5 separate regions of the Mus musculus genome follow, and regions 2, 3, 4 and 5 are each linked to region 1. The links are chromatin contacts, called in public HiChIP or PLAC-seq, Micro-C, capture Hi-C and promoter capture Hi-C maps. All regions are on one chromosome and are shown on one strand. The core of a region is the stretch at or near the end of the contact, and the rest is flanking DNA. Distances in the headings are between cores, read along the strand shown. Region 1 holds the start of Slc25a19 (solute carrier family 25 (mitochondrial thiamine pyrophosphate carrier), member 19). Region 2 holds the start of Rnf157 (ring finger protein 157). Region 3 holds the start of Srp68 (signal recognition particle 68). Region 4 holds the start of Exoc7 (exocyst complex component 7). Region 5 holds the start of Acox1 (acyl-Coenzyme A oxidase 1, palmitoyl).

The links. Promoter capture Hi-C pulls out the DNA fragments that hold promoters and counts their contacts. A called contact is a pair of places that touch in the nucleus more often than the background predicts. HiChIP or PLAC-seq counts read pairs in DNA pulled down with a chosen protein or histone mark. Capture Hi-C pulls out chosen DNA fragments and counts their contacts.
Region 2: a contact with region 1 is called in an HNF4G HiChIP or PLAC-seq map of pancreatic cancer cells. The contact joins the promoter of Rnf157 here to the promoter of Slc25a19 in region 1.
Region 3: a capture Hi-C map of macrophages shows a contact between it and region 1, with 3 times the contacts expected there. The contact joins the promoter of Srp68 here to the promoter of Slc25a19 in region 1. A contact is called at or near these places in 1 of 39 promoter capture datasets (hippocampal neurons) and 1 of 9 other capture datasets (macrophages).
Region 4: a contact with region 1 is called in a Micro-C map of embryonic stem cells, with 6 times the contacts expected there. The contact joins the promoter of Exoc7 here to the promoter of Slc25a19 in region 1. A contact is called at or near these places in 2 of 39 promoter capture datasets (cranial neural crest and erythroid cells) and 1 of 484 Hi-C or Micro-C datasets (embryonic stem cells).
Region 5: a contact with region 1 is called in a promoter capture Hi-C map of pre-B cells, with 2.3 times the contacts expected there. The contact joins the promoter of Acox1 here to the promoter of Slc25a19 in region 1. A contact is called at or near these places in 1 of 39 promoter capture datasets (pre-B cells) and 3 of 115 datasets of contacts at active chromatin or transcription factors (bone marrow-derived macrophages, embryonic stem cells and pancreatic cancer cells).

The regions. Positions count from the first base shown.
Region 1 is chr11:115,625,431-115,629,630 of GRCm38.p6, reverse strand. Slc25a19 (solute carrier family 25 (mitochondrial thiamine pyrophosphate carrier), member 19) reads left to right here and starts at 1,336. Exons shown (of 7, transcript NM_026071.3): 1 at 1,336-1,566.
Region 2 is chr11:116,410,323-116,414,672 of GRCm38.p6, reverse strand. Rnf157 (ring finger protein 157) reads left to right here and starts at 1,641. Exons shown (of 19, transcript NM_027258.1): 1 at 1,641-1,976. The coding sequence starts at 1,889.
Region 3 is chr11:116,271,664-116,275,900 of GRCm38.p6, reverse strand. It overlaps Srp68 (signal recognition particle 68), which reads left to right and starts at 1,684. Exons shown (of 16, transcript NM_146032.3): 1 at 1,684-1,975; 2 at 3,922-3,988. The coding sequence starts at 1,795.
Region 4 is chr11:116,305,451-116,309,374 of GRCm38.p6, reverse strand. Exoc7 (exocyst complex component 7) reads left to right here and starts at 2,641. Exons shown (of 20, transcript NM_016857.4): 1 at 2,641-2,761; 2 at 2,922-2,987. The coding sequence starts at 2,702. Gm26730 (a long non-coding RNA gene) reads right to left here and starts at 2,511. Exons shown (of 3, transcript XR_389166.1): 1 at 2,194-2,511; 2 at 1,150-1,703; 3 at 1-330.
Region 5 is chr11:116,196,346-116,200,713 of GRCm38.p6, reverse strand. It overlaps Acox1 (acyl-Coenzyme A oxidase 1, palmitoyl), which reads left to right and starts at 1,669. Exons shown (of 14, transcript NM_015729.3): 1 at 1,669-2,118; 2 at 2,333-2,492. The coding sequence starts at 2,010. Ten1 (TEN1 telomerase capping complex subunit) reads right to left here and starts at 1,859. Exons shown (of 4, transcript NM_027107.1): 1 at 1,731-1,859.

The sequences.
Region 1 (4,200 bases), core at 87-2,586:
AAAGGAAGCCGGGCGTGGTGGCGCACGCCTTTAATCCCAGCACTCGGGAGGCAGAGGCAGGTGGATTTCTGAGTTCGAGGCCAGCCTGGTCAGAACTCAGAGTGAGTTCCAGGACAGCCAGGGCTGCACAGAGAAACCCTGTCTCGAAAAACCAAAAAAAAAAAATACAAAAAGGGGCTGGAGAGATGGCTCAACAAAAAGATGACGGCTTTTCCAAAGGTTCTGAGTTCAATTCCCACAACCACATGATAGTTCACAACCATCTGTAATGGGATCCGATGCCCTCTTCTGGTGTGTCTGAAGACAACTACAGTGCATTTATGTACATAAAATAAATAAATCTTTAAAAAAGATTAACTCTTTTTTTTTTTTTGGTTTTTTGAGACAGGGTTATATATATATATATGGTTATATATATATATGTATAGCCCTGGCTGTCCTGAAACTTACTTTGTAGATCAGGCTGGCCGCGAACTCAGAAATCCTCCTGCCTCTGCCTCCTGAGTGCTGGGATTAAAGGCGTGCGCCACCACGCCTGGCTAAGATTAACTCTTAAACTGTAACAAATAAACCACTGATTTAAAAACATGTAAGTAATGATACATTAAGAAGTTGCAGCAAATTACTTAGATCTCAGTTCAGATAAACTTTTTGTTTTAGAGGTCAGGGTCTCACGTAGCTTAGGCTGGCCTTGAACTCTGGGTTGATGTTGAACTACCGATCGTCCTTCCGGTGCTAAATTTCCTCCGGGGGTGTGTGTGTGTGTGTGTGTGTGTGTGTGTAGTTTCCTCCGGGTGTGTGTGTGTGTTTGTGTGTACAACTCCCTTAAAGGTTCTTATTCCTCCGTGTGTGTGTGTGTGTGTGTAGTTTCCTCCGGGTGTGTTTGTGTGTGTGTGTGTACAACTCCCTTAAAGGTTCTTATCCCAAAGAACCCATCTAACCCCGACCCGTGTGTGTGTGTGTGTGTGTGTGTGTGTGTGTGTGTGTGTGTGTGTGTGTGTACAACTCCCTTAAAGGTTCTTATCCCAAAGAACCCATCTAACCCCGACCCAACTCCAGTCCTTCAGGCTAATAATACCAGGCTTCCCGCCATCTTTTCCAAAGTTATATGACTTCTAAGACTACATTGATTTGGAAAATAAAAAATAAAAACTGGGTCAAGTTCAGCGAGCTCTAATATTCCATAGCCGCGCAGACTTCAGAGGATCGCGCCAATGAGAGGCCCTCTAGAAGGTCGTAAAAGCCAACTTCGCCATCCGCTCTTTTACGGCGTCGGAAATGCGCACGCAAGGCGCTGTGGTACTACACCTCCCAGGAGTCTCTGCAGCTTCTCAAGGGGGTGGGGCTTGGAAGCGGAAGACTACAGTACCTAGCGGTATCTGGACAGTGACATTGGGATGGGACCTTCGACGTACAACGATTCGTCCAGCGGCGGCCAAAAGCTGCACGGTGATTGGCCTAGCAGCCTGTCAGTTACTGGCAAGTGCTGTTAAGTTTTGCTGTTGGGCTACACTGAGAGGGAGGGAGAACTGAGCTTGAGGAGCCCGGACGGGCCTGAAGTGTCAGGTGAGTGGACCTCTGGCTTTGCTTTCTTCCCGGTACTCTCGGGGGCCGGTACCCCCACTCCGTGTGTCAGAACAGAGAAGGGCAGGTATCCACGTGGGGCGGGGACGGATGCTCACGAGGCACACCTGACCCCAGGAGCATCTTCAGAGACACGGAAGGCGAATCCCTCCCACCACCACTCACCATCGTAGGCGTTTGCACATGGGGTGTCCACTGCCCCGGACTCACGGAGACGCCCTCTCCACCCCACCCCATCCCCGGAAAGCCTGGACAGTGCACTCACGCGAGGCTGTCTGCAGAGCGCCTCAGCAGATCACATGGGCTCTCGGTTAGTCACCGAAGGACACCTGTCCACCCGACAGTGGAGTCTGAGGTAGAAAAGCTGCAGGGTGAAGAAACTCGCTTGCACCCCCATCACTGCCACTCAGGTCAGCAGCCGCCCTGTCTCAATCCTGCATTTATATTTATTTATATTATAAATCATTTTTTATCTGTTTAGATAGCAAGACTGTTAATGCACGAAGATTTTTGAATAAACAGGAGATTAATATTTCCCTTTATTTATTTTTGTTATTGGTTTGCGACCGTATAATCCTGGCTAGGCTCGAACTTGTTATGTTCTTAAGGGTGACCTTGAACTCTTGGTCCTCATGCCTCCCACCTCCCAAGTGCTGGAATTACAGACTACACTGCTGTGTTGGTTTTTGGAGACTGAACCCAGGGTACGTTAACAAATGTGATACTTTCCTCGCCTGGGTTGTAAAAATGTTTGTGTTTTTTAGTTTTCTTGAAGGCAAACACTTTTAAAGCTTTTTAGGTGTGTGTGACTTACTGGTTTTTATCACTTAACTTGATGAGCAGTTTGAGCCAGGCAGTCAGACGCCATCTCCTACTTCCCACAAGGGAAACCTGAGTTGGTATTTTATTTCATTTAAATGTCTTTTTACTTTTATTTTGCTGTAAATGAGTGTTTTCCCCGCATGCATGCCTGGGGCAGGAGAAAGAGTTTCGGATCCCCAGAGACTGGAATGACTGCTGTGAGCCTTCTTATGGGTACTAGGTCCTCAGTAAGAGCAGCAGCCAGAGCCTGCGGGTGGGGGCACATGCCTAGAATCCTAGCACTGAGGTAACAACCCAGAGTGGGGGGGTCCTCTAAGTTCAAGGCCAGTCTGGTCTACAGAGTGAGTTCCAGGATAGCCAGAGCTACACAGAGAAACCCTGTCTCGAAAACAAAAAACCCAAAAATCAACAATAAAAAAAGGGGAGTAACCAGTTCCCTTAACACAGGTCTTCCAGCTTGACAGCTGGTCCCCTCACCTGCTAAACCATCCCTGTGCATATAGGCTTTTATTTATTTATTTATTTATTTATTATTTATTTTTGTAACAATGGGTTTATAAACTCAGGATTTTGTGCATAAAAGGCAGGGACTCTACCGTGACTCCTTTTAGTGCTGGGGAGCAGGACCCATGGTCTTGTACATGTTTGGCTAGCATTTTGCCTTTTGTCTGAATTTCTGAATTTCTTGAGGTCTTATATAGCCCAGGCTGGCTCCCAGTCCTCTTGCCCTTGCCTCCAGGGTTCTAGGTTACAGGTGTGAGTCACAGATTTCCTTCTAGCCTTTAAGACTGAGTTGAGCTGTGTAGTCCAGGCTGGCCCTCACACTGTGGTCCTTCCACCTCAGTCTCCCTAGGAGTCAAAACCCAGTCTTCTGGACCCGTATCCAGCAATGCAGAAGTGCTCATTTCTAGAAATCCGGACACAACAGCCTCTCCCACCTTGTGTTTGGCTTGAACGGTGCAGTTTCCGTCTGGGTTTGCAGGCAGACTTGCTAGCTTCTCGGTGTCTGTGGACAACGAGCCAGGAGGCCTGCATCTTTGCTATCTCTTCTTCCCCTCTTAGACTGAGGGAAACTTGAGACCATGAAGGACTGGGCAGCCCAGTCACCCTTAAGAAGACGGTTCAGTGACTTAGTCCTCTGCCCTGGTTTAACCTGACTGAGTTTCCCAGGGGAACCTACTGGAACGGTTCCAGGGTGAATGAGAGAAGGCAAGGCGGGGAACCAGTGTCCTGACCTCCTGGTCACTGTGCTTGCTTCAGCTGCGGGCTAATTTGACGGCCTTTTCAAAGGCTTCTCTTCTTAGGTGTTTTGTTTGTTTCTTTTGTTTTGGGGGTGTCTTAGTTAAAGTTCTTTTGCTGTGATCTTTTTGTTTTGCTTTTCAAGTCATGATTTCTCCATGTAGCCCTGGTTGTCCTAGAAGTCAGATCCACCTTCCTCTGCCTCGCCAGTGTGTGTGTGTGTGTGTGTGTGTGTAGGGGGTGGTGATTAAAGGTGAGTGCTGGGCCTCACAGCAACATTATAAAGGAAAACATTTAATTGGGGGTGGCTTACAGTTCAGAGGTTTCATCCACTGTCACCATACTGGGAAGCATGGTGGCGTGTAGGCAGACATGGTGCTGGAGAAGTAGCCGAGAGTTCTACATCTGGATGAGCAGGCAGCAGGAAAAGAGATAGACAGACAGACAGAAAGACAGACACTGGGTTTAGCTTGAGCTTCTGAAACTTCAAAGCACACCCCAAGTGACACACTTTCTCCAACAAGGCCACACTCACTCCAGCAGGGGCGCACACCT
Region 2 (4,350 bases), core at 392-2,891, 780 kb before region 1:
GGGCTGGGGGGCTGCAGGGAGAGCTCCAAATTCAGGTGAGCCCTGTGACCTGGATGAGGGTGTCTGGAGCAGGGACTTGGCCTCCCTCATTATCACCCGATGTGCATGATAGGAGTGGGTGCCTGGCTTCCAGGGGACCTTGGGGGAAAACCAAGGCAATTTTTCATAAGTAACTTTAACACAGAGTCAGTTAAATTCAGGTGAATGAAAATGCAAAATACTCTTGGGAGGCAGAGGCAGGAGACTCAGAAATTCAAGGCCACATTGGTTACAAGAAGTTCTGGGTCAACGAGAGCTACATGAGATCTGGTCTCAAGGTGGAGGGGGAGCCGAGGAACTGAGATATATCCCTAGAATCCACACAGTTGAAGAGAAAACACTTCTGCAAGTTGTCCTTTGACCTCTAAAATCACCTGGCGATACAGGAGAGGAACCCCCCCCTGCCAACACACAAATAAAATGTTAACATCAACAACAAAACTTAAACCACACCAACCCCTGCAAACCACACACACACACACACACACACACACACACACACACACGGGGGGGGGCGGGGGGGTGAGAGAAGAGAAGAGAAGAGAAGAGAAGAGAAGAGAAGAGAAGAGAAGAGATCAGGAGACAGACAGATCTACAAAACAGTTTTACAAACCTAAAGAAGGGAATCAGTCACCCCAAACTACTGTGTATGTTGTTGAAAGTTGACGTCATGCTGAAACAGTTCGGAACCTTGATCAGTCTCCCCCCAGAGAAACAAAAACAAAACAAAAAAATCCCCAAAACCTCATCATACCCACAAATACATAAATGTCTGTAATTAACTGAGCAATGACGTCTTCTGCCTGCCCACTGTGTGTGTGTGTGTGTGTGTGTGTGTGTGTGTGTGTGTGTGTAGGGAAGTCCTAGATCTGCCCTATCAAATTCCCTTTTTGATTCGAGGACTGTTCACTGATAGGCCACACAAGGCTCTTTCCAGTGTCTCCAGAGAACAGTTCACAAGGGACAGGCTCAGAGTGACTATCTTGAGTTAATGCCTACCAATCCAAACCCTAAAGGCTACCCGAGCTGTCCCAGGAAGGAGGTTACAAACAGCATTTACGGAGGGATGGCCACATCTTAGCTGACCATCCCAACATCCCCTATGCAGTCTTGGTGACATTTGGGATGTGAGGTTGGCAGAGCACTTGGGGTTCAGGCGGTAGGGGCATGAGGGATGTGGATGCTCGCCCCTGGGCTATGACCTCGACAGACGCGGAGGAGGCGGGGCTCTGGCTGCCAGGGCGGGGCGGCTCGCTGTGGGATTCAGGGACAAAGACGCGCGAGCTCGAGGCAGGCCTCCCCGGTGCCACGGGGGAGGCGCACCCGGAGCAATAATCCCACCGGGACACCGCTCGGGTGCGGCGGGGACCATGCTTCTTCCACCCGCCGTGGCCGAGCAGCTCCGGGAGACTCAGACCCTTGCCCGTCGCTGCCGCCGAGCCCCAGGCCGCATCCGCGCCGCAACCTCCGCGCGAAGCACGCGCCGCGGGCGCCCACCGCAGCTCGTTTCCTATTGGCTGGCCGGCCCGCGGGCGCTCCCGCCCCGCCGTCCCATTGGCTGAGGCCGCCGCGGTCCCCCCGCGCGCTAGCCGCCGCTGACATCACGCGGTCTGAGGCGGCGGCGGCGCCCCCGGGCTCAGCCCCGCAGCCCCCTCAGGCAGAGGCGCCGCCGCGGTGCCCGGCGGAGGATGGTGCGCGCCGTGCGGGCCGCTCCCCGCAGCCTCAGCCGCAGCAGCGCCTCAGCCGAGCGGGCCGCGGCGGGCAGCCGACCCCCGCACCGGGCGTGCGGCCGGCCGGCGCGCTGAGGCTCGGACGCCGGAGCCCGGGCGACGCCGCGATCGCAGCGGCCATGGGGGCCCTGACGAGCCGGCAGCACGCGGGCGTGGAGGAGGTGGACATCCCGTCCAATTCCGTGTACCGCTACCCGCCCAAGTCCGGTGAGGGCCGGGCGCGCGCCACGGGCCGGGCGGAGGGGAGGCCGCGCGTCGGATGCTGCGGGCGGGCAACGCGGTGGCCCGGGCGGCCCCGAGTCGGCCGCGGAGCGGGGGAGGTCTTCGGGATGCAGGGCGGGGGGCGCTCCCCATCCCGGGCCTCGGCGACGCCACGCGGAGGACTGCAGGTGCCTGCAGGGTCACCGAGGTCACCGCTCGCGTCCTCCGTGGTAATCTGCTCTGCGACAGGGACGCGCGCCGCCGGGGATGCGGCGTTGCAGCGGCTGCGGGTTGGAGAGGCATCCCTGACAGGCACCTGTGCCAGGTGTTGTCCCCGGGCTGTCGCATCCATGTCCCTTGGGACAGCTAGAAGTGCGTTTCTGCGAGCGTGAGGAGTAGTGCGGGAGGACGAACTTGCTTAAGCAGTTCTTCGCTTTTCTGGAGACTATCAGGGCGGGGATTGGGGGAGAAACTAAGTTAACAGAGATGTGTAGGAATCTGACAAGAGTCACTTGGATTGCCCCTTTCCTAGTTTCTGTCAAGGAGATGGCTGGAGACAGAGCAAAAGTGTTTTCTGTCGTACACTGTCACTTGAAACAGTCAATGCCTCCATCAGCATCAGCATTGCAGGAGAGTTTTGACAGCAGATGAGAAAGTAGTCCACTTGAGTGAGGACTGCTGTTCAAGCTGCTGGCGAGTGACCCAGCTACATGTCCTTTATCATCACCTTTATCTAAAAAAAATTTTTTTTTGCTTGCTGATCTCAAGACCCCCGGGACTCGTGTCTACCACCTTCCCTCTGGCTTGAGGACCTGGTGTGGATTTTGATGCGGGAGTAGTGAGTGAGGTGTCAGAATTGGACAGGGTCCCATTCTCTCTTGGTAGAATAAAGACATGCTAATGAGTCGAGCTGATTTCTCAGCAGTACATCCAGTTTCTGCCAGGTGGAAGCTGGGACCAGACAATGAACCTGCCTCCCTGCGGAGTGAGTGCCAGTAGCTCCCTGTCTTGCTGCTTTTGTGCCAGAGAATGAGTCCTAGCAGAAATGAGTGAGAACCACTTTAGAGAGGTCTGACATTAAGCAGCGATTGTTAGTGTTTTTAATAAACCTCTTGCTAATAATGACCGCATGGTTACTTTTATCTATTAAAATTGCATCTTGGTGCCCTGAAGGCTGAGGCAGGATTGTTAAATTTGGGGTCAGCCTGGGCTACACAGTGAGACTGTCTCAAACAAAATAAAACCAATACAACAACAAAAAGGAGGCTGATCTAGCCCCGCTCCCCAGCCATAGGATTACAAATGTGAGCCACTATACCCAACTAGCATTTTGTTCTTTTAAAAACACAAATATGAAGCCAGGTGTGGTGGTGCACGCCTTAATCCCAGCACTTGGGAGGCAAGTATGTATATATCTCTCTGTGAGTTCAAGGCCAGCCTGATCTACAAACCGAGTTCTAGCCAGGGCGGTTATACAGAGAAACCCTGCCTAAAAAAAAAAACTAAAAAGCACAGCAGCAGTTGGGTTTTTCCTCTTAAGTGCCTTAGCCTTTTATCGATCAGAAGATAGAGCATGCTTTGCTGAGCTTGGAGTTTGTGAGAGAGTCCGCTGCCTCAGGAGAATATTTACCCTTCCTCCACTTAATCCTCTTGCCTTAGCCTCCCCTTCCAAACAGGAGGATTACAAGGTGAGCTGCCACATCTGGCTCCAAAGCCTTTCTTAACTAACACATTTAGTATTTAACAATTCAAAAATGCTCCCCACTCTGCCAATCTCTGAAATGTTTTACCTAATTTTAACTCATTTTTACTTCTTCATTTTTTAGTGTTGTTTTTGAAACAGGGTCTTATTTAGCACTGGGTGGCCTCAGAGTGATTTTTGTAGCCAAGGATGTCTGCAAATTATCAACTAGGCAAGTTGATAATCTAGAATGTAACCATAGTAGCTTCCTCTTAAAAAGAATCTATTTTTTTTTAATTATGTGTGAATGTGTGTGGCTGCAGCGGCATTGGACTCTTTGGAGCTGCAGTTATAGGCATGTATGCAATTGTGAGCTACTGAGTGTGGGAGCTGGCAACTAAACTACTTGTGTCCTCTGCAAGAGCAGCATGGGCTCTTAACTAGCGGCTCCCTCTTTTAATCTCTCTCTCTCTCTCTTTTTTTTTTTTTTTTTTTTTTTTTTTTTTTTTTTTGGTTTTTTGAGACAGGGTTTCTCTGTATAGCCCTGGCTGTCCTGGAACTCACTTTGTAGACCAGGCTGGCCTCGAACTGAGAAATCCGCCTGCCTCTGCCTCCTGAGTGCTGGGATTAAAGGCGTGCGCCACCACGCCCGGCTTAATCTCTCTCTTAATTTGTCTGTCTTCCTTCCTTCCTTCCTTC
Region 3 (4,237 bases), core at 435-2,934, 650 kb before region 1:
TTATAAAGGACAACATTTAGTGAGGAATAGCTTACAGGTTCAGAGGTTTAGTCCATTATCATCATGGTGGGAAGCATGGCAGCACACAGTCTGACATGGGGCTGGAGAAGCCAAGAAGGGACAAGGGGACTGTCTTCCACAGGCAGCTAGGAGGAGGCTCTAATTCCACACTGGGTGTGATTGAGCAAAGAGACCTTAAAGCCCACACCTAATAGTGCCTCTCCTCATGGGCCAAACATTCAAACACATGAGTCTATGGAGGCCAGACCTATTCAAACCACCATGTTTTATCACATCAGCAGAAACTCTAAGACACCATTTATTTGTATTTTTAGCTGCACCCTGGGATTGCAGGCCTCCGTTCCTCTCCCCTCCCCCTTTCCTCATGGCAACTGACTTGGCCTCAGTTCTTGGGGTCTGTGAACTCAGTCAGAGAGCAGCTTCCCAATAAACCACCTTTAGTATAATCTTTGAAAAAAAAAGAGGTGGGGGCTGGAGAGATGGCTCAGTGGTTAAGAGCACTGACTGCTCTTCCAAAGGTCCTGAGTTCAAGTCCCAGCAACCACAGGGTAGCTCACAACCATTTGTTATGAGATCTGTGTGTGAAGACAGCTACAGTGTACTTAGATATAATAATAAATAAATAAAAATCTTTTTTAAAAAGTTTATATAGCAAGTTCTTTTTCCTGCTGGGCCATCTCCATGGCTTATTGTTTAGGTGTGTGTGTGTGCAGGCCCATGCTTCACAGCTCAGTATGTGAGTGTAATTCGGAGGACCACTTTTTGAGGTTAGTTTTTGCCTCCCACCTTCTGAAAGCAGTTTGTCTAATTTTTTGTTTTCAAAAGCCTTAACCTTTATTTTTATTTTGTTTTATGTATATGAACATTCTGTCTACACGTATGTCTGTGTACATGTGTTTTGTAGACTACGAAGCCAGAAGAGGGTTGGATCCCTGGGACTGGAATTCTAGATGGTTTTGAGCCACCATTCTCGTGCTAAAAATTAAACCCAGATCATCTTGATAGAGCAACCAGTGTTCTTAACCACTGAGCCATCTGCCCAGGCCCAGTCTTCCTTGATATTTTTGCTGGAGAACTAGTACTCCACACTAGCTGATCTCTGAACTCCGATGGGGGGAAGGGTTGGAGTCATACATTTTTTTGCAACCTCCTTTAGTAACACAAAAGGGTAGACTGAGTTACGCGGCCAGCTTCTTTTCACCTGCCGTGATTGGCACAAGACTGAGACTCCTGGTGTACTCGCCCGCAAAGATTAATAAAAGTCATACTTGGATGGTCACATGATCTAGAGGAGGCCACGGGTCTCAAGCTCCTATTGGGGACACTGCCTTCTGACCGAGGCCTCTTCGTGTGTGTGTGTGTGTGTGTGTCTGTGTGTGTGTGTGTTTTAAATAAGGTCTAACTGTGCAACCCAGACTGACCTCAACTCGAGGCAATCCTCCAGCCTCAGCCTCCTCGGTATTGGGATTAAAGGCGTACACTACCATTCTCTGGGTGCAAGGATGCATGAGGTGGGCATCTTTCTCGGGTCCTCCTATCCTTGGTAGATTTGAAGCGAGGCTAATCCTTAGAAATGCGGAGACCCAGCAACAGCCACGAATTCAACCCAGGAGGCGCAGGCGCACACCAACACACCACAGAGGCCCAAGACATCCGCGGTCTGCGGCGGAGTCCGTCAGTGTACCATCGGCCCAGCCTGGAAAGTGCCGCTCTCTCTCGCCGCTGGTCGTCTCGCCTGCTCCGTTCCATCGTGCTTTGCGGCTCAGGGGCAAGATGGCTGCTGAGAAGCAGATCCCGGGTGGTGGTAGTGGTGGTGGTGGAAGCGGCAGCGGCGGCGGCGGCGGAGGGAGCGGTGGCGGACGCAGTGCCGGAGGAGACGAGAATAAAGAAAACGAACGCCCTTCAGCCGGATCGAAGGCAAACAAAGAGTTCGGGGACAGCCTGAGTTTGGAGAGTATCCTCGAGCGGTGGCCTAACTCGCAATGACTACGTGTCGCTCGGAGGGCTGGGGGCGGGCGAGGCGGCGGGGGCCAGCACCGGGCTGCGGAGCCGAGGTGCGCCGCTGCCTCCTGCCCTTCACTTTCGGCATTCCCGTGTGCATGGTTTGCCTCTCGTCCTGGCTTTCCGGAGCTTGTTTTTGCAAGGGGTATAGAGATGGTAGGCAGGGTTCCCTCTGTGCCCCTCAGATGTCCAGTTGGAGGGCTGAGCCGGGGTTGACACCCTGCCCACCCCACAGAGCTCCTGGTCGGTACCTTGAGCCACCGGACTGTGGAGGGGAAACTGCAGCCTTGACATTTCAGCGTGGAGCTGTTGTCGGACAGCTGTCGAACCCTGGGTCATAAAACAGCGAGATGCTTTGAAAATGGAGGGAGAGTGCTCTCCAGGAAAGCTGCTGCTTACCTGTTTTGAATAGTAGTTACTTTAGTTTGTTAATATCATGTGTATAGTTTTTTGTTTTTTCAAAAGTAGGTCTGTAAGGCATTTTATCTTGTTGGACTCTTCTCGAAGAACTGTAGGAGTTACTTTTTTTTTTTTTTTTTTGAGTGTCCAAGTCCGCATGGGTATGGGTGTAGGTGTAAGCGCTGGTGCTGTGTCTGCAGGTCACAGGTCAACGTCTTCCTAATTCTCTACCTTTGAGACTGGGTCTCCCTCCAAAAGTGCAGCTCACTACTTGGAATAGACTGTATGGCCAGTGGGCTCCAGGGATCTTTCTGTCTCTTGCCATCCCAGCTGTGGGATTACGTGTGCAAACAACAGTATGGCCTTTTTACGTGGGTTCTGGGGAGATCCCAACATGACCTCATGCTTGCTAACAGCAAGTCCTTTACCAGCTGAGCAGTCTTCCCAACCCTCAGGAAACATTTTCTGGTTTGTATTAGCTTATATATCATTTGTGTGGTTCTAATAGCATGTGGCTTTTTTTTTTTAACGTGTTATTTTAAATACTTTTAAATGTTGCTTTATCTTATTTTATGTGTGTGTTTGCCTGCATGTTTGTGTATCACATGTGTGCCTGGTGCCCACAAAGGCCTGAAGAACATATGGATCTCCAGGAATTAGACTTACAGATGTTTAGTTCCTCCACGTGGGTGCTGGGAGCCGACCTGGATTCCTCCAGAAGAGCAGGAAGTGCTGTTAACCACTGAGCCCTCTCCAGCTGGTTTGTTGGTTTCTGAGACAGAGTTTGGCTGTGTAGCCCAATTTGGCCCTGAGCTGCTTCTCATCGCCCGCCGTCCCCTCTGATGCTGAGATAATAGGCATATACTATTGTTGGAGTCCCTTGTGGCTTTTTGAGATGCATACCAAATGGAGGTGGTTTAGAGGAATTTCTGAAATAAAACATGCACTTTGTGTGTGTGTGTGTGTGTGTGTGTATGTAAATTCTCGTGGATTCGTACTTTGCTTTTTGCTCTGGTATTATTGTTCTTACTACATGTTAGAATGCCCAGGAAAAAGAAAAACTTGGATTTTTTTTTTTAATGGAAATTGGCGTATCTTGGTTGACACTGTGCTGATCATAGATTTTGAGCGTTACAAGATGTAAATTTGGCAAGCACTGGCTGCGGCATATAGCTGTGTAGTTAGAACCTGACATTTATAACTGGAGTCTCCTTGCATGTGAGATCCAGGTGGGTACCTCTGAGGCAGCATTTAGAACAATCTGCTGGGTTTGAGACTCCCTACCAGTACTGCCCTCTAGTTCTGTCTGAAAATAGTAACAGTTGGGACAGTTCATAAAAGTATAAACTTAGCCTTGTCCTTTGATAAAGTGACTATTGGAAAGTTACAAAAGGATCGGAGGCTACCATCCCTGGGCTCCCACAGTTCAGTGTGCCGTTGGGGCAGCGCCTGACCTGCTGTCTTCTCACCCCGGAAGCTTTTCCTTGACCTAGGCTCTAGTTCTGCAGATCATTAAGGAGTCGCAGCAGCAGCATGGCTTACGGCACGGAGACTTCCAGCGGTACAGGTTAGTGTCCTGCACACCGTGCAGTAATTGTGGCATTTTCTAACGTAGCTGCCTTTGTTAAACTCCTGCTCACTCTGCTATCTGGGAAAATGTACCTAGATGGTTCAGCATTATACTGCATTTTCAAAAGGTATGTATTCTAAGTTTAACATTTTATGAGGGCTGGAGAGATGGCTCAGTGTGAAAAGCACCAGAGGACCGGGCAGTGGTGGCACGTGCCTTTGGTCTTAGCACTTGGGAGGCAGAGGC
Region 4 (3,924 bases), core at 1,392-3,891, 680 kb before region 1:
AGCAGTCAGTGCTCTCAACCGTGGAGCCATCTCTCCAGTCCTCTCTTTGTTTACATTTCATCCCCTTTCCTAGTTTCCCCTCTGAAAACCCCCTATCCCATCATCCCCTATCCCGCTGCTCACCAACCCACCCACTCCTTCTATCCTGGCATTCCCCTACACTGGGGCATCGAGCCTTCTTAGGACCAAGGGCCTCTCCTCTCACTGATGTCCAACAAGGCCATCCTCTGCTACATATGCAGCTGGAGCCATGGGTGTGTGTACTCCTTGGTTGGTGGTTTAGTCCCTGGGAGCTCTGGGGGTATTGGTTGGTTCATATTGTTGTTCCTCCTATGGGGTAAGAAGATGTTTTAAGGTGAGTAAATGCAAGTTATGAAGGTTGGAGGGTCTAAGAAGGTGTTAAAAGGTCAGTAAATGCAAACAGAGGATGGAAAAGCTTAAATGGTGATAAGAAAAGGATTTAAGGGAGCTGAAGAGATGGCTCAGTGGGTAAGAGCACTAGCCGATCTTCCAGAGGTCCTGAGTTCAATTCCCAGCAACCACATGGTTGCTCATAACCATTTATAATGAGGTCTGGTGCTCTCTTCTGGCCGGGCAGAACATTGTATACATAATAGATAAAACTTTTTAAAAAAAGAAAACGATTTAAGGTATATGTGCTTCAGATTTCTTTCCCTTATCCACTTGACACAAACCCTCTACAGAACTTTGAACTCACTGAGACAGGACAAATGGACTAGACATTGTGAATATAACTCTTACCCCGACAGTTCTCACAATTAGTATATAGTTTACTGATGTTAGAGATAGAGCCATTCTTGGGCTAAAAGGGGAAGAAGTTGGGATGATTAAACCCACACATATTGCATCAAATGCCTATGTAATTGTGCCCTGCATTTTCAGTTGTTAATTGCTATGCTGGCAGGATATTTAATTACTGTCATTTCTATGGCCTATTACCTGCCTTTTTTTTAAAGATTGATTTATTTATTATATGTGAGTACACTGTAACTGTCACCAGAAGAGGGAGTCAGATCTTGTTAGGGATGGTTGTGAGCCACCATGTAGTTCCTGGGATTTGAACTCAGGATCTTCAGACGAGCAGTTGGTGCTCTTAACCACTGAGCCAGCTCCCAAGCCCGATATTACCTGCTTTCTATATGTAAGTGTTTGTCCTTCCTTGCCTGCCACAAAGGTGTTTCTCTGAGATTAGCCTGTTAAAAAGAAAGCTGCCTGGTGAAGGTCAAAAGCTGCCAAAGCCAAAAGACAACACAGAAATATGGACCGGGCGTTGTCCTGCTGCTGATTGGCTCAGACTAGGTGTTGTCCTGCTGCTGATTGGCTCAGACTAGGCGTTGTCCGTTGCTGATTGGCTCAGATTGGATGAGTAAGGCGTGTGGCCTTTGAGGACTAGAGTTGACTGTTGGAGTCGGGGCAGGAGGAGAGAGAGACAGAAGCAGAACTGAGCAGGACAGGGAGGTTGAGCAGAGAGAACGCCAGGGACTCGTAGCAGGGAAGTCGCGTTGAGTCTGGAGGGTTAGCTGAGGGACTGCCCCAGCAAACAGGCAAACAGCCTTATACTATACAGATGTCTCTGTGTCTCTGTTATTAAACCCACGTGGGATCCCACAAGTTCTGAAGTATCCATTGTAAGCCACTCTGTGTGGAATCCAGTCTCCAGACTTGAACCGTTAAGATATGATCTGCAAAAACAAATTTGTCTCCTCAGTCAGCGCTTTTATCCTAAATTAGGGTTTAGCTAACTGGAAAGATGGCTCAGCAGTTAAGAGCTCTTTCTTACTCTTCCAGGAAGCCTGAGTTAGGGTTAGGGTTCCCAGAACCCACATGACAGACAGCTCACTACTGTAATGTCAGCTCCAGAGGGATCAGATAACCTTCTGGTCTTCCAGGGCACCTGGCATGCAAGTGACGGCACAGACATACATACCCATGGGCGAAACATCTATCTATACACCATGTTAAAATCCACAAATAAATCATGAGCTGGTGAAATAGCTCAGCAGGTTAAGGCATTTGCCACAAAACCTGGCACCCGAATTCAATCCCTCTGGGTCCTACACATGGGAGGGAGAGAACTGTAAACCCTATATACCACTCCGTGCCAGCCTCCACCTCCTGCCTTCCGCCACCGCCCTGCTTTTTCTTGGGTGAGCTGGGTTTGGCAGAGCACACCTTTCTTTAATCCAGCCCACGGTAGGCAGAAGTCAGCCTGGTCTACATAACCTATTCCAGAGCAGCCAAAACGATCTAAAAAAAATTCAGGTATAATGTTGGTTTGCTTGATTTTTGGTTTGGAGACCAAGTCTGACTCTGTAGCCTAGGCTAGCCTGGAATTTACTATGTGATCCAAACTGGCTTCGAACTCGTGAATGGCCTCCTGCTTCAGTCTCCCAGCAAGGGGCTGTCTTTCAAAGGAGCGAGCAAACCAGCCTCTGGCTACGAGGAAAGACCCACGTATGCCTCAGGTGAGCGGCTCTTCCAGCCACATTCAAGATGGCGTCGACCCGCAGCCCGCTCGCGAGCTCCGGCAGGAACACACTTCCGCCTGCCACTCCCAACATGGCGCCCCCGAAAGCGTCCGGGGGCGGGGCCGAGGGAGGAAGTGGGCGTGACAGGGACGGAAGCCGAGCAGGGTTTGGAGCTAAAACAGCGGGGAGTGGGGACAGCGCTGTCCGCTGCTATGATTCCCCCGCAGGAGGCTTCCGCCCGGCGGCGGGAGATCGAGGACAAACTGAAGCAGGTGACGCTGGGGAGAAAGTGAAGGAAAGGCGCTCAGGGGCATCGAACCGGGGTGGAAGGGGAGATAGGGTTAGGCGTAGGCCGTGGTGCTGGGTGCTGGGTGCTGGTGGTCGCCTTTCACCATCGGCTTGTGGTGATGTCCTCCTCTCTGCCCCTCGCAGGAGGAGGAGACGCTGTCGTTTATCCGAGACAGCCTGGAGAAGAGCGACCAGCTCACTAGGAACATGGTGAGTAGCCTTTCAGCTGGGAGGCTGCCGCCAGGCTCCTGAGCCCCAGAGGAGGGGCGTGTGATGGACGTGTCCTGCGCCTGTCCAGGGACTCCAGCGTGGGTAGTAAACAGTGGGCATATCTTGCAGCGATGGGTATCTCTGCACCCCAGTTTCCACCCCATCACCGAGGAAACCGCTGCCCTATACCTGTTACTGTCTGTCCTTCTGCAAACATTTCGTGATATCCTGTACATGGCCTGGTACTGGCCCCGTGTCATTGTCAAATTCAAGCGAGGCGAGGCAGCGAAGTCACAGGGGCTTTGGAAGCAAAACCATCTCAGAGAGTTAATGCGTCTTAGATCTACCCAATGTCCTACAGCTTACTATGTGGTTCCTGGTGGTAGGCCTTGAGTTATGGTTAATTTACCTGGTAAAGCAGACAATGTCAGCCTCCCAGTGTGTCCGTGGAGGAAGTCTATGCATGCTTCCCAGTGTCTGGTATACAGTAAGATGCTTTAAAAGTGCTTGCATTTGTATTTACACAGTAATAAAATACTTGTTGAATGAGATTTGCCCTTAGGGAAAGAGGTTGGCTGTTTGTTTGAGGTAACAGTAATATATTTGCAACTATTTTGGAGGAAGCTACTTTCTGTTCAGTCTAGGAAAACTTCAGAGAGAACAGAAATTGAGATTTGACTTTCAAGGGTAGAAAGGAATCTATCCTGAGGTGATTGAAAAAAAAAATTTATTATGTATAGTGTTCTGGTTGTATGTATGGCCATATGCCAGAAGAGGGCACTAGATCTCATTATAGATGGTTGTGGTTGAGCCGCTATGTGGTGCTGGGAATTGAACTCAGGACTTCCGAAGAGCAGCCAGTGTTCTTAACTGCTGAGCTGGCTCTCCAGCCTGATTATCTCTTTTTGCAAATAAGCAAATTTATTTTATGTGCATG
Region 5 (4,368 bases), core at 420-2,919, 570 kb before region 1:
GAACCCAACTAAACAAGATATCAGTGCCTAAGTGTCCTTGAAAATATCCTCAGTAACAGAACCTTGCTCAGGTATATGGAGCCAGAGCCAAAGGTACAAGCAACAACAATGATATAGTCTTTATTTAACTTCTCAGAATTTTTCTTCTTTTCCCTTTTAAACTTTTAAATTTTGTGGAGCTGAGGATGTAGCTGAGAGGTCTATCTCCTGCATCAAGAAAAAAAAGTGTGCCGGGCGTGGTGGCGCACACCTTTAATCCCAGCACTCGGGAGGCAGAGGCAGGCAGATTTCTGAGTTCGAGGCCAGCCTGGTCTACAAAGTGAGTTCCAGGACAGCCAGGGCTATACAGAGAAACCCTGTCTCGAAAAACAAACAAAACAAACAAACAAACAAACAAACAAAAAAGAAAAGAAAAGAAAAAAGAAAAGAAAGTGCATTAAAATATTGAATTTTGGGGGCTCCATTAACTTTGCATTCAGGCTAAAGCCTTCATTCGTTTAACCCATTCTCAGCACCGTTACTGTAAAAGGGTCTTACATATGTTGTTACAAGGGCAAGTTAGAGAGGTAATGAAGAAATGTAGTTCTTTTTTTTTTTTTTTTTTTTTTTTCGAGACAGGGTTTCTCTGTGTAGCCCTGGCTGTCCTGGAACTCACTTTGTAGACCAGGCTGGCCTCGAACTCAGAAATCCACCTGCCTCTGCCTCCCCAGTGCTGGGATTAAAGGCGTGCGCCACTACCGGCGTAGTTCTTTTTGGTGGCATGAAATCAAATGAAGAAAGAGTGCATTTTACTTAGCACTTAAAGGCTTTTTGAAACAAGGCATTACACAGCCCAGGCTGCCTTCAGTCCGATTCTATATAGCTGATAATGATCTTGGACTTCGTGATCCTCAGACCTCCACTTGAAGTTGCAAGCCTGTGTGTGCCACGGTGCCCAGTTTATGCTGTGCTTTGAGATTATATTTTGGCTTTAGTGCATGCTCGACATCTCCAGCCTACTACTTAGCAATTTTTAAGGAAGAATTAAAAAACAAACTGGTGAAAACTGGCTGTCTTTGAGGCTCAGGAACTCTTTGTTATAAATCCTACGCTAGAACTTCTTAGGCGTAGGTACATCTTCGATGACGATAATGATATGGCAAAGTAAAGTCTAGATTTCAAAATTTCTAGGACCTGCCCTGCCGGTTTAGGTGGGAAAAGACTTGGGCTATAAAATGTAGAGAAACTGGACCTGTTCCCTCTCGCTTTAAATCCAGGCCCAGTGCATAAACCCGGAAGCTCCGCAGGACCAGGTCCTTGCATCCCAAGTCTCTAACGTCAGTCAAGTCGGCAATATTTTTAGCCAACGACAATGAACCGTCTCCCGAACGTAACCTTTGTCCTGTTACCCTTTCGCTCCAATTTGTTTGGGTTCCAGTAAAATCAACAGCTTTCCTCTATTAGCCTCCTCACCCCGCCCGAGACCCTTGACACCCATTCCCTTCTGGTTTCCGGGGACACTGTGGTGAGAGGACCCCCCCCCCACACACACACACACCCACCGCCCTAGCCTGAAAGGAGGTGAGTCCCACAGCGCAGGCGCAATCCCGCCCCTCAAGGCCCTGGCCAATCGGTTGCGCGCGTCTCCAGGGCTCTTTTCCTCCCGGAAAGATCACGTGAACCTGGAGACGTGAGGTCCGGGAAGAGCCCCACTCCCTTTCCAGTGCCACTGCGGTCCCTTGACCTTTTACCTTGCTTTCCTTGGCGAGGAGCCGCTCGGGGACCTCCCCTGGCCCGCAGCAGGGGATTCGTCCGTCCGGCGGGCGGTACCAGCGTCGGGGATTGCAGCCGGTCACGTGAGGAGTGGCGGCGGGGACGGGGCGGGGACGGCTCGAGGGGGCGGGGCCGAGGGCTGTCTCGCTCCGCTCATAGGGCCTGGTCGGCGCCTGAGCTGCGGAGACAGGTTGTCATCGCTTTGGTGCCTGTCACTTCTGTCGCCACCTCCTCTGCCCCCAGCACTGGTCTCCGTCATGAATCCCGATCTGCGCAAGGAGCGGGCCGCCGCCACCTTCAATCCAGAGTTAATCACGCACATCTTGGATGGTAGTCCGGAGAACACCCGGCGCCGTCGAGAAATCGGTGAGCCTGGAGGGCCGGGCCTCTTATACCGAACCAGGCGAAAGACCCCCGTGAATGAGGATTTGGGGCCTCTGGAGTTGAGGGGAAGCGGGGACCCCTACTTCGATGGGCGTCCGGTGTCAGGATTAGGAGGGGAACGTCCTCTGTTCTAATCTGATGGGAGTCAGGGAGGGTGAGTACCTGTTTCTCTTGATGTCATTTAACCCTCTTTCAGAGAACTTGATTCTGAACGATCCAGACTTCCAACATGAGGACTATAACTTCCTCACTCGAAGCCAGCGTTACGAGGTGGCTGTTAAGAAGAGTGCCACCATGGTGAAGAAGATGAGGGAATTTGGCATCGCAGACCCTGAAGAAATCATGTGGTTTAAAAAGTAGGTGTATCTTAGCACATTAGTGTATGCCCAAACTACAGCTGCAGTCTGGGGAGGTCTTCTTACCGCGCATGTCGTTTAAAGGCTTAAATTGAATACTTCATGATTCAATTTTATGTGTGAAAAATAATATTACTTTTGCATCTAGATCTTTTAGTAGGATAGCATAGCATAGTTGTAAAAATGCTAATAATGAACGGTTGTGCCCAAAATTGTTTTTTTTTTTAATTTTAACAAACTTTAAGGGATGGTGAGGTGGCTACCTGGCCTAATCATCTAATTTCAATTTGTAGAAAGAGAGTCACCTCCCTTAGATTGTCCTCTGACCATTTGCTAGAGGTGGCTGTTGTACCCCCACACACAATAAGATGAAACTTTAATTTATAAAGTTCTTTTGAACTGGGCCACGGTGACCCATGCCTTTAATCTCAGCACTTCGGAGGAGGCAGAGGCAGAGGCAGGCTGATCTCTGATTTTGAGACCAGCCTGGTCTGCAGAGCTAGTTCCTGTTCGTCAGCCAGGGTTACATGGCGAAACTGTGGGAGAGGGTGGGCCAGAAGGCCGGGCAAACACTAGTGAAGCCCGCTGGGGGGATGGGGGAGACAGAGAGGCAAATAATAAAAAAGCTTTTTGTTCCAAACATCCCTATGAAAGTTCTTTAAGTGCAAAGTGAACCTTCACTTTGTAAGAAAGCTTCCCGATACCAAAGGTGTGGCGCAGTGGAACACAGATTGCCTAGTGTCTCAAGGCTGTGGGTTTGAGTCTCAGCACTGAAGACAAAACAGAGAGGGGGTGGCGAAATCCGCCTACTGATTTTCTGAGGAACTGTATTGCAAGACCAGACATTGAACTATTTTGGAACACTATCAGATTCTGTTTTTATGTAATGGGTAGTTTGAGTATAAAGTAATAGAAAGTGTGAGAGTCCGTGGAGAACCTGTCAGACCTCAGAATGAATCCGATATTCTCAGAACCACATTCTAAGAACGTCGCATTGTCGGATGGAATGCTGGCGTTTCCTACTGGCTGGCCGGTCGGGAAAACCCGCTTTAGTCTGCGGTTGAGGAAAGCCGCTTTTTCTCAGACGCTCATCTGTTGCACTTTGCTTTTCTGTTATACATAAGGGGGCTGGAGACATGGCTCAGTGGTTAAGAACACCGTCTGATCTTCAGGGGACCCAGGTTCAATTCCCAGCACCATCACAACTGATTGTAACTCCAGTTCCAGGTTATCTGACACCCCTACATAGGCGTACATACAGGCAAAACACCAATGCATATGGAATAAATAAGTCACTAAAAAGGACTTTTAAAAATTACATATAAAGGTCCCCCTTCCCCTTTAGCCTCAAAGTCATCCTCGCACAAGGTGTTTTGCTTGCGGTGGCTCTGCTGCTTCTCCTTTATTTCCTTTAAAACTTCTGTTGGGTTTTTACATAATAGAGGAACTCGTCAGCGTGTTCATTAATAAAGATAAAACTGGGAGGCTGGAGATACACCTCGACAGTATAGAGCCCTTACCTACCATGCACAGCTAACTAGGTTTAGTCCCCAGCATTTATAAATAAATAAATAAATAAATAAATAAATAGTAGCAGGGGTCAGTCATCTGTTAAGAGCACTGGCTGCTCTTCCCGAGGTCCTAAGTTCAATTCCTAGCAACCACATGGTGGCTCACAACCATCTGTAAAGTTGAGACCAGGAGAACACTCACTTTTGCCTAGCATGTTCCAGATCCTGGATGAAATCTGCGACACCTTAGCAACAACAACAAAATTTTGTTTCTGTTTTCTTTTGAAGTTTGGCTTTGTCTTTTGAGATAGGTTAATCTCTATGTCACTATGTAGTCCAGGCTGGCTCCAACCCCAAATATTCTT